Linked DNA regions of Mus musculus: region 1 is linked to region 2. Evidence: chromatin contacts called from public Hi-C data. All regions are on one chromosome and are shown on one strand. Each heading gives the region's core, a stretch centred on a gene start, on an enhancer-like site or on the middle of the called end of the contact. The rest is flanking DNA. Distances are from core to core; before and after follow the strand shown.

The links. Hi-C and Micro-C count contacts between places; a contact is called where the count stands out from the background.
Region 1: a Hi-C map of the N1E-115 cell line shows a contact between it and region 2, with 4 times the contacts expected there. The contact joins the enhancer-like site here to the promoter of Tac4 in region 2. A contact is called at or near these places in 8 of 39 promoter capture datasets (the 3T3-L1 cell line, embryonic stem cells, hippocampal neurons and 3 more), 1 of 15 datasets of contacts at CTCF or cohesin (embryonic stem cells), 9 of 484 Hi-C or Micro-C datasets (the HL-1 cell line, the N1E-115 cell line, embryonic stem cells and 3 more) and 5 of 115 datasets of contacts at active chromatin or transcription factors (astrocytes, bone marrow-derived macrophages, embryonic stem cells and 2 more).

The regions. Positions count from the first base shown.
Region 1 is chr11:95,638,878-95,645,739 of GRCm38.p6, reverse strand. No RefSeq gene overlaps it. Among named protein-coding and RNA genes, the nearest start is that of Phb, 25 kb to the left of the region's middle. Within about 2 kb of position 1,694, at least 45 of the 459 cell types and tissues checked have an H3K27ac peak or open chromatin away from gene starts, as enhancers often do. A contact at or near this core is called in the HL-1 cell line, the N1E-115 cell line, nephron progenitors and 1 more, where this site is marked.
Region 2 is chr11:95,256,214-95,263,148 of GRCm38.p6, reverse strand. It overlaps Tac4 (tachykinin 4), which reads right to left and starts at 1,620. Exons shown (of 4, transcript NM_053093.2): 1 at 1,330-1,620. The coding sequence starts at 1,449. It overlaps Gm11515 (a long non-coding RNA gene), which reads left to right and starts at 3,186. Exons shown (of 3, transcript XR_388972.1): 1 at 3,186-3,710.

The DNA.
Region 1 (6,862 bases), core at 445-2,944, 380 kb before region 2:
GCGATGCTCAGGGCTGCGGGCGGAGCTGGGATCGTGTGTGGGCAGAGCCAGCTCTGGCGGCCTGGACCCGGCGGGCTTCCTGGAGGAAGGGGTGTGGAGCAGGGCAGCAGGGAGCTCAGCACCCGTTGGTGAAGCGCTGCAGGCTGAGCGGGGGAAGAAAGGACCGGGGCTCGGGAGATCAGGGACGAGGCGGAGATGGGGTAGAACCTCTAAGGTGTCAACGCAGCCCCCCCAACCCCCGGATGGAGTGTCCTGGAGGGGATGGGGGAAGGGGCCGCTTCCTGCTACACTAGTTATTTTGGGGCCTGAATCAAATCAAATCCGCCGCAGCCCCCAGAGCCCCCAGCAGCTGCGCACAACAGCTGTCCGGCCACCGAGGGCGAGGGGCGGCTGGAACCGTGCTTCCTGCCCCCCACCCATCTCTCCACTGCCCAAGGGTGTGGGCTGCAAGAGAACTAAGAGGGCAGGACAGGGCTTTGAGCTCGAGACAGAAACCTGGGCCTCCCCCACCCTGTGCTGTGCTAAGGTTACAGCTGAGATTGGCCTCTCTGTGCTCTTTTCTGCACATTCCCTCCCCGGTAAGCCCCTTTCCAGATCCAAGCCGTGCCTGCCAGAGCAATCCCCCCTCCAATGCCCCTAGTCCCTTCGGAAGCCTTCTGATCGTCTCTTGATGAAATGGGCTTTTTCTCTGAGCCTTTATCCTCAATAACGTCCCCTCTGTCTTTCGCTTTTGCCTCTCTGCCTCTGAGATTTTTGGGCATCTGTTTGGCAAGCACCTTTTCTTCAGACTGAACCTTCTTCCTGAGGGACCAGTAAGGGTGTGCTCTGAGCACTCCTTCCTCAAACCCAGTCCAGGTGTAACCTTTCTCTCTCTCTCTCTCTCTCTCTCTCTCTCTCTCTCTCTCTCTCTCTCTCTCTCTGTCTCCCCATCCTCTCTCTCCTCCATCCTCTCAGCCCTGCTCTGGGTATCTGTTCATTAGGCACCTACTGCCGGGGTCAGAAACAGCTCAGCCCTGGCCTGTGCCTGTAGGCTCCAGCTATGCCCGATAGGGCCATCTCATGCCAACTGGAATCCCGGGCATTGGCTTGCCAGAGAGTGAGGAGAGCCCCACATTCTCCTTAGTCCACCCTGGCCTAAGGCCAGCTAGTGACCACAAGTGTGAGCAAGCCTAACCATGGCCTGGGGCAGGCCTGTCCCTCAGGTCACAAGTCCATGACGGGTCCTCTCGTGCCCATCTTGTGCAGAAAGAACCCCATTGTCTGGGGGGCATAGCTGAGGGGTGAGTTCAGAGGCCAGAAGACCACTGGCTTGGTCATCGTCTTCTAACCACGGCAGGGCTCTGGCCCAGGAAAGTACCCACTGTAGGGGTGGCAGTACAAAGCACACAGAGCCAAAAGCCCCAACAGGGGCCCCGGCACTCCCCGCTCCAGCCCTGGAGATGGCCCTTCCTTTCCTTCCACATTCCTACCGGCAGATGCTCTTCTTTCCTTCCCCTACGCCAGGTCACTCTCCCCATCTGGGAGGACTCCAACGCAGCCACTTGGAGGGGAAGCTGGGGGTGTGACACCTGTCCCTAGGGGCCCCCTGGGCAGTCCCTGCAACCCCACTGACACTGGGGCAGGAGCCCAGCATGCTTTGATCTCCTGTGTAGCACATTTATGGTCAAAGCTGCCAAGACAAGGAGATGCGGCCAAGGAGCGCTTTAGACCACGCCCACTGTTAAGCTTGTCTTCTGGTCTGAGGCCTCCTTCTCCTCCAAACAGGCCTCCCCTGGTGGGCCTTCTGCTAACTTTCCCCAATTTCCCCCCTCCTCCCACCCCTCTGTACTCCACAGAGTATCCCCTCAGGACAGCAGCATCCTTTTGTCCTCTGTGGACCCAGAGGACAAAGAGACATAGACAGTGGCTGAGATAAGTTTCTCTCTGTCTCTGTCTGTGTCTCTGTGTCTGTCTCTGTCTGTCTCTCTCACACACACATGCACGCACACGCACACACGCACACAGAGACTCGATGCCCCGACCATCACCCTCAGCCCCTGCAGCCAGCCAGGCCAGCCTAGGAAAAGTCGAAAAGGAAGCCATTTCAGAAGATGGGATCCCTTCAGCTTTTTGGCCCTCCAGGTCTGGTCAAGGTTCTACCAGACACTTGTGAGAAGAGGGATGTGCCAGGGGTAGACTTGTGACCATGCTCCAGCAGGACTCATTTGGTTCTTGCTGCCGGGAGCCTACAGCGGAGTCCTCTATGGGGTCATCCACACATGGCCTGGTAGTGAGAGGCGGTCCCTACACCCACCTTCCCCGGGTTGGCTCACTCCTGCTATCAGATGATCTTTGTATCTGTGTCTAGCCTCAGGTCTTCCTGTTGCAGCCTATTTCCCACCCCAAGTGACAGCAGGGACTATGGGATTCAAGAAAGGAGACAGAGAGACCCACAGAGCAAGAGCCTGAGACAGGAAAGCCAGCAAAGCCAGCAGTCAAAAGATGTGGGGGTGAGAGGAGAGGAGATAGCAGGAGGGAGGATGGAGGGTGGGGGAGGGGGGAGAGCAATAGTGAAGAAGTGCTGAGCCAGGAACAGGGAGGAAGGAAGCCATCAGCCTTGGCCTCCCTCCTTCCCTCGCTCCCTCCCTCCCTCCCTCCATCCCTCCAGCCTTGCCGGCACCCTTCCAGACACAAATGCATCCGATTGGGCGATTGGGTGGCTGCCATGAAGGCTCCTAAAGGCTCTGTCCTGCAGAGATCACCTGGCCAAGTGTGGCAAAGTACGAACTGCTACCACCCCAGAGCCATCAGCAAGCCAGGCCATCCAGTTCCAGTCTGAAGCTAATCCTGGGAACCAAAACGACAAGGAATCTACCCTTGAGGACTCCTTGCTGGTTCTTGAACCGTACTAACCACTAGGAGACCCAGCCGCTGGCCACCCCCCCACCTTCCGCTTTGCCAGGCAGTGACTATTTGCTGACTGTCTCTTTCATGTTGCTAATCGCCCAGCCCCATCTAATTGGTAATTAGCCTTAAGAGCCCAAGCCTGGGCTCCACTAATTGCTGTTTGTCTCACCCTCATCTCCGGCAGCAGAGCCATGCCAACTCAGTGCCTGGGCTCTATCCGGGGCTGCTGGCATCCATCTGTGCCAGGCTCAGTAGAGGTTTCTGTGACCCCACCCTGCTCTCTCTTCCAGGGGTGCTGTGATCTACAGCAACAATGTCAGCCCTGAGGATGGGCGGTCTCCAGGAGTCCTTGGCAGCAGCCTACTGTGGCCCCCAGCTTTCATTGATATTCCACACCCAGTTACCAAAAAATTCTAGCCAAGAGTGGGCCAAGGCATGGGCACTCAAGGCTGGCAACCTGAATTTGATTGCCTGAACCTGCGTAAAGGTGAGAGAACCAACTCCACAAAAGTCGTCCTCTGACTTCCACACATATGTCCCCACTCAGGCCATGTGCACATATACAAATAATAATTGTTTATTTTAAATTAAAAGGCAACCTTGAACCACAGCCCCTGCTGAGGAGGAAAATCTGGAAGGGCTCCCTGGAGGAGGTGTCCTTCAGGTATTAAAAGCTAAAGAAGATTTAGCTCTCAGAAAAGGGAAAGGGGACATTCTAGACAGGAATAAGCAGTCCCCTTATAGAGGCTCTCAGGGATCCAAAGGTGACTATGCAGTGCTACTCCAGGGTCTGTCAATGTGGGTGGTGGGAAGGGGCTGCTGAACAGAGGACTAGCTTTGGGGGCCAGACTAAGGAGTCTCTTCCTTCAGGCAGTGGGAGCTAGGAAGGTGTTGAGTTGGGGGACACACACAATCTGTTCTGCTTGGGGAAAATGAGGATTGCGGAGGGGAGGAGCCAGGACCGCAGGGCATAGAGACAGTGATGCCTCTGGTTGGGGGCTGAGAAGAGGGATGAGCAAGTTAAGCAAGTCTCCCTCCACCCCAGAACCTGTGATGTTGAAGGGCAGTACTCACCCTGCACCCCACCCCCAGCCCCCCAGCCCCTGCCCCCACCCCAGGACGATTATATCAAGCTGTGAGTAAAGACTTCATAAGACAGTTAAAAAGGCTACCTCTTCCCTTGCTAACTAATCCTGCTAGGGGCAAAGCAGACATCTCATCTATCCCTCCACTTTTTGAGACTCAGCTATGCAGGTTCTTATCATAGGCACAGCTGTCATTGCATACCCAGAAAGCTCTAGTGGTCCTCTTGTCCCCGACCTTCCCTCAGTGCTGGGTTTACACATGGATGTCGGCACCAGCATCCTATCTTTTTAGGTGGGGACTTGGATTTGAACTCACATCCTCATGCTTATGCAGCAAGAACTCTTACCCTCTGAGTCATTTCCCCAAACCCCTCTACCCATCCTTCTAATCCCAGAACAACACTACTTCCTCCAGAAAGTTAGCCTGGATTCTGTAAAATCCCCTCCAGTATGCTGGAGTACAGTTGGCAGCTGTATCAGAGCCTCCCTGGAGGGTAAGCCGTCCGCCTCGCCCCAGGAGGTCCCAAATGTGTCTCACACATTTCCCTAGGCCTCTCTAGGGTGGGTCTTATTCTCCCTGCTGGACTGCAAGCATCCTCAACCCCTTGGTTATGGAGCGGCCTCCTCTGTCACTTCAGGCTTGCAGCATGGGATTGACAGATCCCTGATCCATTGCTGTGAGCTTGTGTGCTGCAGTATTCGCCTGCTCAGATACTTATCTTGCTCTCTAGGATGTTCCCAACTTGAGAAGAGCTTTGCTGAGAGAGCCAGGCGGGTGAGTGACAGCTCTAAGACTGGTCCAGACAAGGCACTTCCCACTGTTGGGGGCTCCTGGAAGATTTTTGGGGAGAACACAGTGTGTGGTGAGACAAGCAAGGCCTGCTGCTTTCATCAAAACCATCAGTGACATCTTGTGTTTTCCTTTCAGGCCTTTATTTCCTCCAGCAGTGCTGGCCTGGTGCCCCATGGTGGGGGGTGGGGAACCAAGTGTCCCCCCCACACACACCCTACCCCACCCCCCGCTATGCCAGGAGGGGCCTCAGGAAGAACTGCGGAAAGTCGGGAGCAGTTTGGGCAGATGAGCTTTGGACTCTCGTTTGCCCTTAAGTGTGCCTAAGACTAAAGATGCAAAGAAGTAGGGGTTGGAGACCACACTAAGGGAGAAGGTTTTGGGTATTTTCAGCTGTGTTTTAGAGACCACAGTTCCCTTGCAGGTGTTGGGGGTAAAGGTTGCGCCTTCTACCTTAATCTTTTCCATACGTGTCCCAATGTCCCGGTTGCATGCTCTTTGGAGCACAAGCCCTCTCTTCTGTGTAAACCTAAGCGGACCATCAAGCCTCCCATGAAATGACAATCTCTGGTGGGCTATGACAGTCCCCAAGTCTAGGACACCATGCCGGGCCCCTGGTTAATGGGTTCTTCCCCTGTGCTCCCTGGCAAAGCTCTTCTCAAGTTGGGATCATCCAGGGGCCCCTGGAGGCCATGCCATCAGCTTCATTACTTTAGTCATCTGGGTTTTTTTTTTTTTTATTGTTTGACTTTTGTTTTCTGAATTCTTTCTTGTTCACCTGCCCTGCTGTGGGGAAAAGGTTGGTTCAAGGCAGGCAAATGTAGAAGATGTCCCTAGGACTGTCCCAACCCCTGGAGACCTCTCCTTCTGGTCAACAGAGGCTCAGAGCTGAATGAAAGTTAAAAAAAAAGAGCACAGGTGTCGCACAGTCTCATTCTCCCAGTGTGCCCCTGCCCTTCCTGCCTCTGTGTGCTTTTTATAGGGCTTGTTGGGGTAAGAAATTACCACAACAGTTCCCAGCTTGCCTTTACACCATGCCTGACAATGGGAGCTTCAGAGGGGCCCCGGGGTCAGGACACAGCCCCTCTGTGAACCAGAGCCAGCTGCTGAGCTGGCGAAGCTCTGAAGACACATTCCTTAGGGAGCAGGGAGGGAGGAAGGGTCCGGGCAGAGCACGGCCCCCTGGCCTCCAGCTCTGACCCAAGGGCCATTTGTAGCTGGTTTCAGACAAAGGCCCCCTCTTGAAGTTTCTGTATGTTTTGGTGCCCACTTAGGAAGTGATGCCAACTTAGGTCTGCCTCAGGGACCAGGAGAGAGACATGGGGCTAGGGTTTGATAGCGGTCCCTTGTGGGTGCTGCTGGATGAGGTGAGTCTGTCAACCATCTTCGGAGAGCTTGCTGGAGCTTGTGAGGCCCTGCAGACAGACCCTATGCCTCAGACGCCTTCTAGTACTCTCATTAGCTGTTCTGGGACATCTCAGGCCGTTCCCTGTTCTGCTTGCCCCTCAGGAACATCCCAAATCAAGGAAAACTTCACTCAGCTTCACAGAGTGTGGGGAAAAGGATTCCAGCATCTCTCGCCACCCTTTCTTCTAGTGGAAATCAAGATTCACAGGTGCAGCCACTCCCCACCTTCTCGGAAGATGAAGATGAGGATGAAGGTCTGAACAGGGAGTCATCTGGTTCTCTCCTCCCAAATACAGTGTGGTCTCCACTCAGGGCTGGGGGAATCAGATGCTCAGCTCCTAATGGCGGGCGCTGATGAACGTGGCAAGGTGGAGAGGAAGATGGGCTTAATCACGACGAAGAAGAGTGTGCTGATGAAGAGGTGACTGCAGCTCCTGTGGAAAGGTTATTCAGTCGCTCGTTCATTTATCCCATCATCCATCCAAAAAGTTCTGTGCAGAGAACATGAGCTCTGGAACTTCATGGACTGAGTTCAAGTCCCAGCTCTGCCACCATTCACTGTGTGACCTCGGGAAAGTTGCTTCGCTTCTCTGAGTACTAGACACTCATAAACAGAGGATAAGAAAAGACTCTACCCTGTAGCATTGTGGGGAACACGTGCTACATCACATAGAGAATGACTTATGTGGAGCCT
Region 2 (6,935 bases), core at 371-2,870:
TGAGGTCAAGTCGAGTAGCAGACTTAAACCCACGTCTCCCAGTGCCCACATTTTCCCAGTCAAGCTAGAGAGGGCCCTCCCCACCCTCAGCAGGGCTGTCTGTGAGTGGTTCTCTCTAGGGTTCCAGTTTTACTGCTCCTCCCCTCCCTAGACTGGCTTTGAACTCTCTGTATAGCTAAGAATGGTCCCGAAACTTCTGATCTTCCTGCCTCTACTTCCTGGGTGCTGGGAATGCACCACCATGCAGTTTTGTGTGGTGGTGGGGATTGGATCCGGGGCTTCATGTATGCTACACAAGCCCTTCACCAACTGAGCTGCATCCCTAACCTCTCAATTCTAAGAACTTCCAGGGACCTCACATGGCTAAGCACCATACACCAAACTGAGCAGTGTCCTTTCCATCCTGGGACTGTGGGGACACAGGTTCCTGTTACCCTCCAGTTCAATCTTCCCTGACTACCAGTGGTTCCCCGAGGAGGTACTGGGAGCTCCAAGGTCAGGGTCTTCACGCAGGTCAGGGATACTGGATCTCAGAGTAGGGTTGGGGCTCCAACTTTAAGATTTCTTCCAGGCTGGTAACATGGCTTAGTGGTTAAGAGCACTGACTGCTCTTCCAGAGGTCCTGAGTTCAATTTCCAGCAATCACATAGTAGCTCACAACCACCTATAATGGGATCTTCTGGTGTGTCTGAAGACAGCAACAGTGTATTCATATACATAAAATAAATAATTCCTTAAAAACTGTTTCTTCCCAGTAACAGTATGCAGGAGGGTGGTAGACGCTACCATTGTCAAACACCAGTGTTTGTCAGGAGGCAAAGGCAGTTAGTTCCTTGTATGAGGCAAAATAGCAATCCTGTTCCAGTTGGTCACTTGAAAAGAAATTCTGGAAAACAATCTCCAATTCAAATATACATAGAACCAGAACCTAGCTAAAGTAGAAGCTGTGCTTTTGAGGCAATTCACTTTAAAGAAGCTCTGTGACCTCTCTGTACCTCGGTTTTCTTATCTGTGAAATGGGATAGCAATGACATTTTCCCCATGAGGTTGAAATAGGCTACTTTTCATAAGGCAGTTAGGACAGTACCAGGAACACAGTAGGTGCTAACTAAATGTTTCCATCTATACAGCACACATTGTTGCTCTCACGTGTATAAGCCAAACGCTCCCCTGGTAGTTGGACAGATCAAGGCTTGACCCTCCCCATCCAGCAGAGTTGGCCAGTCTGTCTTGCCATTAAAGTGCTTAGGAGAATGCACTCTGCTATCCTGGCTGCCTTAGAAGGAATCTCCCAGCCTTCCATCATGGGTCACCATCTCAGAAAGGTACCTTCAGGTTCACGGTCACCCAGGACTCTGCCTCTGCACCAAAAGCCAGTTCCTCTCTGTCTCCTGCTGTAGTGCACACTGATGGCCCGATCAGGAGAAGCAGGGCAAGGAGAGGCAACATGGTGAGCAGGTGCCTCTCTGTCCAGGGAGCCCCACTCAGCCTGATGCCACCTCCTCCAGCAGGCTCCGGTCCCCACGGGGCCACTTGTATGTGGCTGAGATGTGTCCTAGACTCTCTGCTTCCTTCCTATGCCTCACCCCACCTTTGCACTGCTTCATGGGACAGCCTCTCTCCTTGGCTGATAGAGCCAGTGACATCAGGAGCCTAGACCTCCCCATTGCCACCCCAACATTTGATCCCAAGGCTTAACACTGATGCAATACCAGCCTTCCCTTTGGCAGAGTTCCCTCCTGTGACAGGTGCACAATGGCACAGTATGTGGGACCTGGAGGTTACAGCTTGCCAGGGATGACAACCCCCATGGGAAGAGAGAGGGCGGTATGGTGCTTCCTTCCTGCACTTCCTGTCTGTCACTGCTGATCGGCCACTCCCACCCCATCTCTTCTTTCTCTGTACTCTTCCCATCCTCTCTCTCCATCAGTGCTGAGAACACACTGCCTGCCCTGGAAAGTGCCAGCCCTAAAAAAAAAACAAAAACGAGGCTTCTTACAAGTGGAAAATGAGATTTGCCAGAAAAATGGCTTCCGAACCCCAATGTCAGCTACTGACCCACAGTGATTTTCCACTTTTTCCGTGGCCTTCTAACACGGAACCACACTTGTCCCTTCTGCTTGTAGCCTGTGTGCTTCCATATCACACTCTTCTACAAACTACAAACTCATTCTCTGTTCAGCTCCTCCCTCTCGGCCTGGCCATCCGTTCATCCATCCTGTCAACTGTAGCATCATCGTTGAATAGCTATGTGATCCTCTGGCTATTACTTAACCCCTCTATGCCCTAGGACCAAAGGCTGGGGACAAATAAGATAGTGCACATGGGACATTCAGCACAGAGTGGGATGTCTATATTTAATGTCCATTAACTATTGTTAATGTTATTTTTTTTCTTGAGATAAGAGTTTCTCTGTGTAGTCATGGCTGTCCAGGAACTTGCTTTGTAGACAAGGCTGGCCTGGAACTCAGAGATTTACCTGTCTCCCAAGTGCTAGGCTAGTGTCCCCATGCTTGTCTGGCTAACTATTGTTATTATTACTATTATTGGGACTGGATGGGAAGATGAAGAAGACACTGTGTCTAACCTCAACGCCAGAAACCTGTGGTGCGCTGCAATAGGGGTTGTTTCAGAATACTAGGACATGCTAAAATGCAGATTCCCTGGTTCAGGCCAGGCTGAACATCTTTTACAGATGTGCAAACAGGCAGGTCAGACTCGCTATAGGCTAGCCTGAGGATCCCAGCATGGGCTCTGGAATAGGAGGTAGCCTTCCCACCATAGGCACAGATAGATTAACTTTAGTCTGTGAGGAGTCTCTCCTCCTCTCTCCTCTCTCCGCTACAGGAGGGAAGTTTAGTGATGGGGCCATAATTTGGACCTCCACACTCTGCCCTGACTCTCTTGAATTACACCCACCCTGGTGTATATTTTTCTTGATGGCACCTGACTTTAAAGAGATGTGTTTGAGGAAGTTTGAGAAAAGGAGAGGAACCCAGAGAAGCCCCCAGACTTCCTCTCTCTCTCTCTCCTCTCTCTCAAGTATGTGGGTACTCTGTCTTCAGACACACCAGAAGAGGGCATCGAATCCCATTACAGATGGTTGTGAGCCACCGTGTGGTTCCTGGGAATTGAACTCAGGACCTCTGGAAGAGCAGATGGTGTTCCTAACTGCTGAGCCATCTCTCCAGCCCCTGTGAGGAGTTTCTGAGCCTCAGTTTCCCTGTCTGCAAACTTGCTACGGTGCAAGCAGTTCATGAATGACTGCGTAAATCGTTCACAGGCACAGCAGACGCCCGAGCCTCGGCATTGGTCTCGAGGTTCTCCACCTCGCCGGTGAAGGAACCACAGTGCATGGGTCAGGATGTGGTGGGCGCACTGTGTGGACACAGCGGGGAGGCACTGGGCAGATGAGAGGGTGGAGGGAAGAAGAGAGAGAAAACCCCAAAGGTCCGGAAGACCAAGAGGGAGGCGGGGCACCAGCTGGAAACCGCGGCTATTTGCAGCATCGCCCTCGGTTTGCGGTCAGGCTGAGGCTGGAAGGCCGGACGACCGGGATCGCAGCCCCGCCCGGTGCCCTCGGCCACCCGGGCGGGCGAGGCCCTAGCCGGCGAGTCCCCTTCGCTGCAATGTTGAGGCGGGTGGACTGGGACGCCGAAGCCAGATGGATGACAAGGCCACCGGAGGACAGACCGCTCTGTCCTCGTAGGGTAAGGGAAACGCAGGGTGGGTGGCAGATTCCGGTTGAGGTCGGACCCGGGGGTAGGCGGGGCCCCGGCAGGATGGGACTTCGGTACTAGCGCAGTCGGGCACGATCGGGCGAGCAGCGCCCTCCAGCGGTCGAGCCGAGCAGTGCCCCCGACTGGCCGAACCGGGGCAGCGCCCTCTATCGGCTGAGGCCGGCAGCAACCCTCACCGACTCAGGAGGGCAGATTGAGCTCCGGAACAACTGCACGTGGGCGGCCCGGGTCCCGGGCGGCGCTCTGGCCGCGGGGCGGGTCGCGGCAGCGGAGAGGCTCCCTGGGCGCCGGGTGGGCGCGAAGGATTGCTAAAGGCTGCGGTTTGGCCAGGATTGCGGAGCCGAGAAGAAAAAGATGCAAGCGGACAGGGATGAAAAAAGAAAAAGCCGAGGGAGAAAAGGGAAACACTAGATGCCGCGGGCGAGCTGCGGGCAGGAAGCCGACGCTTCCGCGCACCCACTCGGCCAGAGGAGGGGGTCGTGGGCCCTTTAGAGGCCGGCTCCCGGAGGCCAGGCGCCACGGGTGGCAGAGTCGGGATTCGAACCTGGGTCTGCATTCGGCTCTTGTTTCGTTCACCTCCTAGATCAAGGAAACGGAATGGGGGGAGGAGGGGGGAAGCGATGACGGGGCTGGGAGGGGCTCGGGTGAGAGGTCTTGGCTGCCCCGTGGAGACACTTGCGGAAGAAGGCCAGATGTTAAGGACTGATCTAGGGACGCCGCTGGACCCTGCTTCCGTCCTACCAGCGCCCCCACGTGGAAGCTTTTGACCGACTCATCGCCCCTCCCAGAGCGCCGCGTGCCCGCGAGTTGGGACCGGGGTGCAGGGTTCTGATGATGTTCTGTTCTTTGCATAGAAGAACAGTAGGTTCCTTCCAGTGGCGGGGGAGTAAAGTGGCTCAGGTCACCCGAGAGCCCAGACCTGGAGCAACAAATAAAAACCCCGTGCTTGGACCCCTCCATTGCAATAGCTTGGACATATATATTCATTCATTCTCTCCCCTTTCCTTCCCCCATCCTCCCTCTCCCCTTCCCCCCTCTTTCTCTCACCTTACTGTTCCCCCTCATTGGCCATGAATTTATTGAACGTCTACTTTGACATAGCAGGGCATCTACAGAAGAGCAGGCACACTGGGCAAAAGGCTCCATCTCTATCCTCACTGGTCCTTACAGTCAGAGTTGGGGTGGACAGATATTTACCCACATTTCCACTACTGAACCCAAATCTCTCATGTTCTTGGCATCTTTAGCCTGTTAGGCTGTTGGCCTCTAGCCCTGGTTTCCCATATCTCTGGCAGGGTCCAGATTAAATTTCCTGAAAGTGTTGCCATATCTACTGCTAGCAAATCAGGATTTGGTGTTATTGTTACTGTTGTTTGGGTTTTGGCGTTCGTTTGTTTTGTTTTGTTCTATTAACCTTTTATTTTACGTGTATGGGTGTTTTGTCTCCACTGTGTCTGCAGAGTGTGGAGGTTCAAATTATGGCCCCATCACTAAACTTCCCTTGCTGTAGGAGAGACAGAGACAGAGACAGAGAGGGGGGGAGAGAGAGAGAGAGAGCACGCTCGAGAGAGAGCACACTTGTAGGGAGTAAGAAGATAACACGAGAATTTTTGTGCAGCGTTTGTTTAGCTCGCTGTCAGCATATAATAAATGGCAGCAATTATTGCTGTTAATAATATAATTAAACGACAACATCCATCTACATTCCCTGGGAAAGCCCAGATTAAGGAAAGTCATGGGGCATTCCCTGATGTTTCACCATTCAGTTGCTTCTTAAAATATGGCAGCTAGGTGCCTGCCATCAGACTGGGTCTCCCTGTATGGAGTGTCTTCCTTAGACAAAATTCAGCATCCTGGATCTTAAAGGGTGGGCACAGGAAGGGTGGTGAAGATGGGATGTTAGGAGTTCTGGGTTCTAGAACTGCCCCTTGCCTCCAGGGGAACAGAGGAGCCTTTCTGAAGTGCTCACTTCTCCCAGCGCCTGCAAACAGTAAACCCTCGGGTCTGACCCCATTAGTGAGGGGAGAGAAGCTCTGTTTAAAACCAGTCTTCTCTTCCTGGAGCCTGGTCTGAGTGCTGCGGTGGAGTGAACTGCTAATTGAAAATGTTGATAATGCGTTGCCCCTGGTCTGCGGAATAGAGCCTCCCTCCAGTTCCCGCCGTCTGCAAAACAGCTTGCTGCTCTCAAAAGGCTCTAGCATGGAAACAGTGCCTAGGAGGGGGGAATCAGGATGGCCGGTCTCAAGGGGCACCTGGGCTAGCCTTAGAGGACATACTTTGTCCTGCTATCCCTGACCATGACCTTGGACATCTAAGCCACCCAAACTAGAGAGGGCAACTGGAGATGAGGAGATGCCCCTGGTCCCAGTCCTAGATCTGCCCAATCCTTCTATTGTCTGTGGTGAACATGAGGCCAGTGTGGGTAGCTTGGGGCAGATGAGGACAGCTTGGGGTTGGGAGAAAACTCCATTTCTGATGTCCAAGCACTTAGGATCGAAGCAGAGGTGACTCTAGACATCAAGATGTCCTGAGTTCCCTGGGCCTAGCAGGACTGGAGCTGGGACCTAGGCTCTGCCATTTCACGTGGGCCTGATCCCTGTTCCTCCGTTCTGACCCTGAAGATACAGACAGCCAAGGGTTATTTCATACCCCGTCTCCACTCAGCCTTCAAGGACTACGTAATGTCAATCTTTATCTTTTTGTTGTTGTTGTTGTTTTCGAGACAGGGTTTCTCTGTATAGCCCTGGCTGTCCTGGAACTCACTTTTGTAGACCAGGCTGGCCTCGAACTCAGAAATCCACCTGCCTCTGCCTCCCGAGTGCTGGGATTAAAGGTGTGCGCCACCACGCCCGTCTCAATCTTTATCTTTTAAAACTTTTTAAAAATATATTTTATTTTACGTGTATGGGTGTTTTTGTCTACATCTTTATGCAACACTTGTATGTCTGGTGCACATGGTGGCCAGAGCAGACATCAGATATCCTGGGACTGGAGTTAAAGAGGCTGTGAATCACCATCGAGTGCTTGGAATCCAATCATCGTCCCTTGGAGGAGCAGTCTTTGAGACAGTCTCACTCTGTAGCCCAGGTTGGCCCTTCCTGGAACTCACCATGTAGACCAGGCTGGCCTCAGAAATCTGCTGGCCTCTGCCTCCTGAGTGCTGGGATTAAAGGCGTGCACCACCACTGCCTGGCC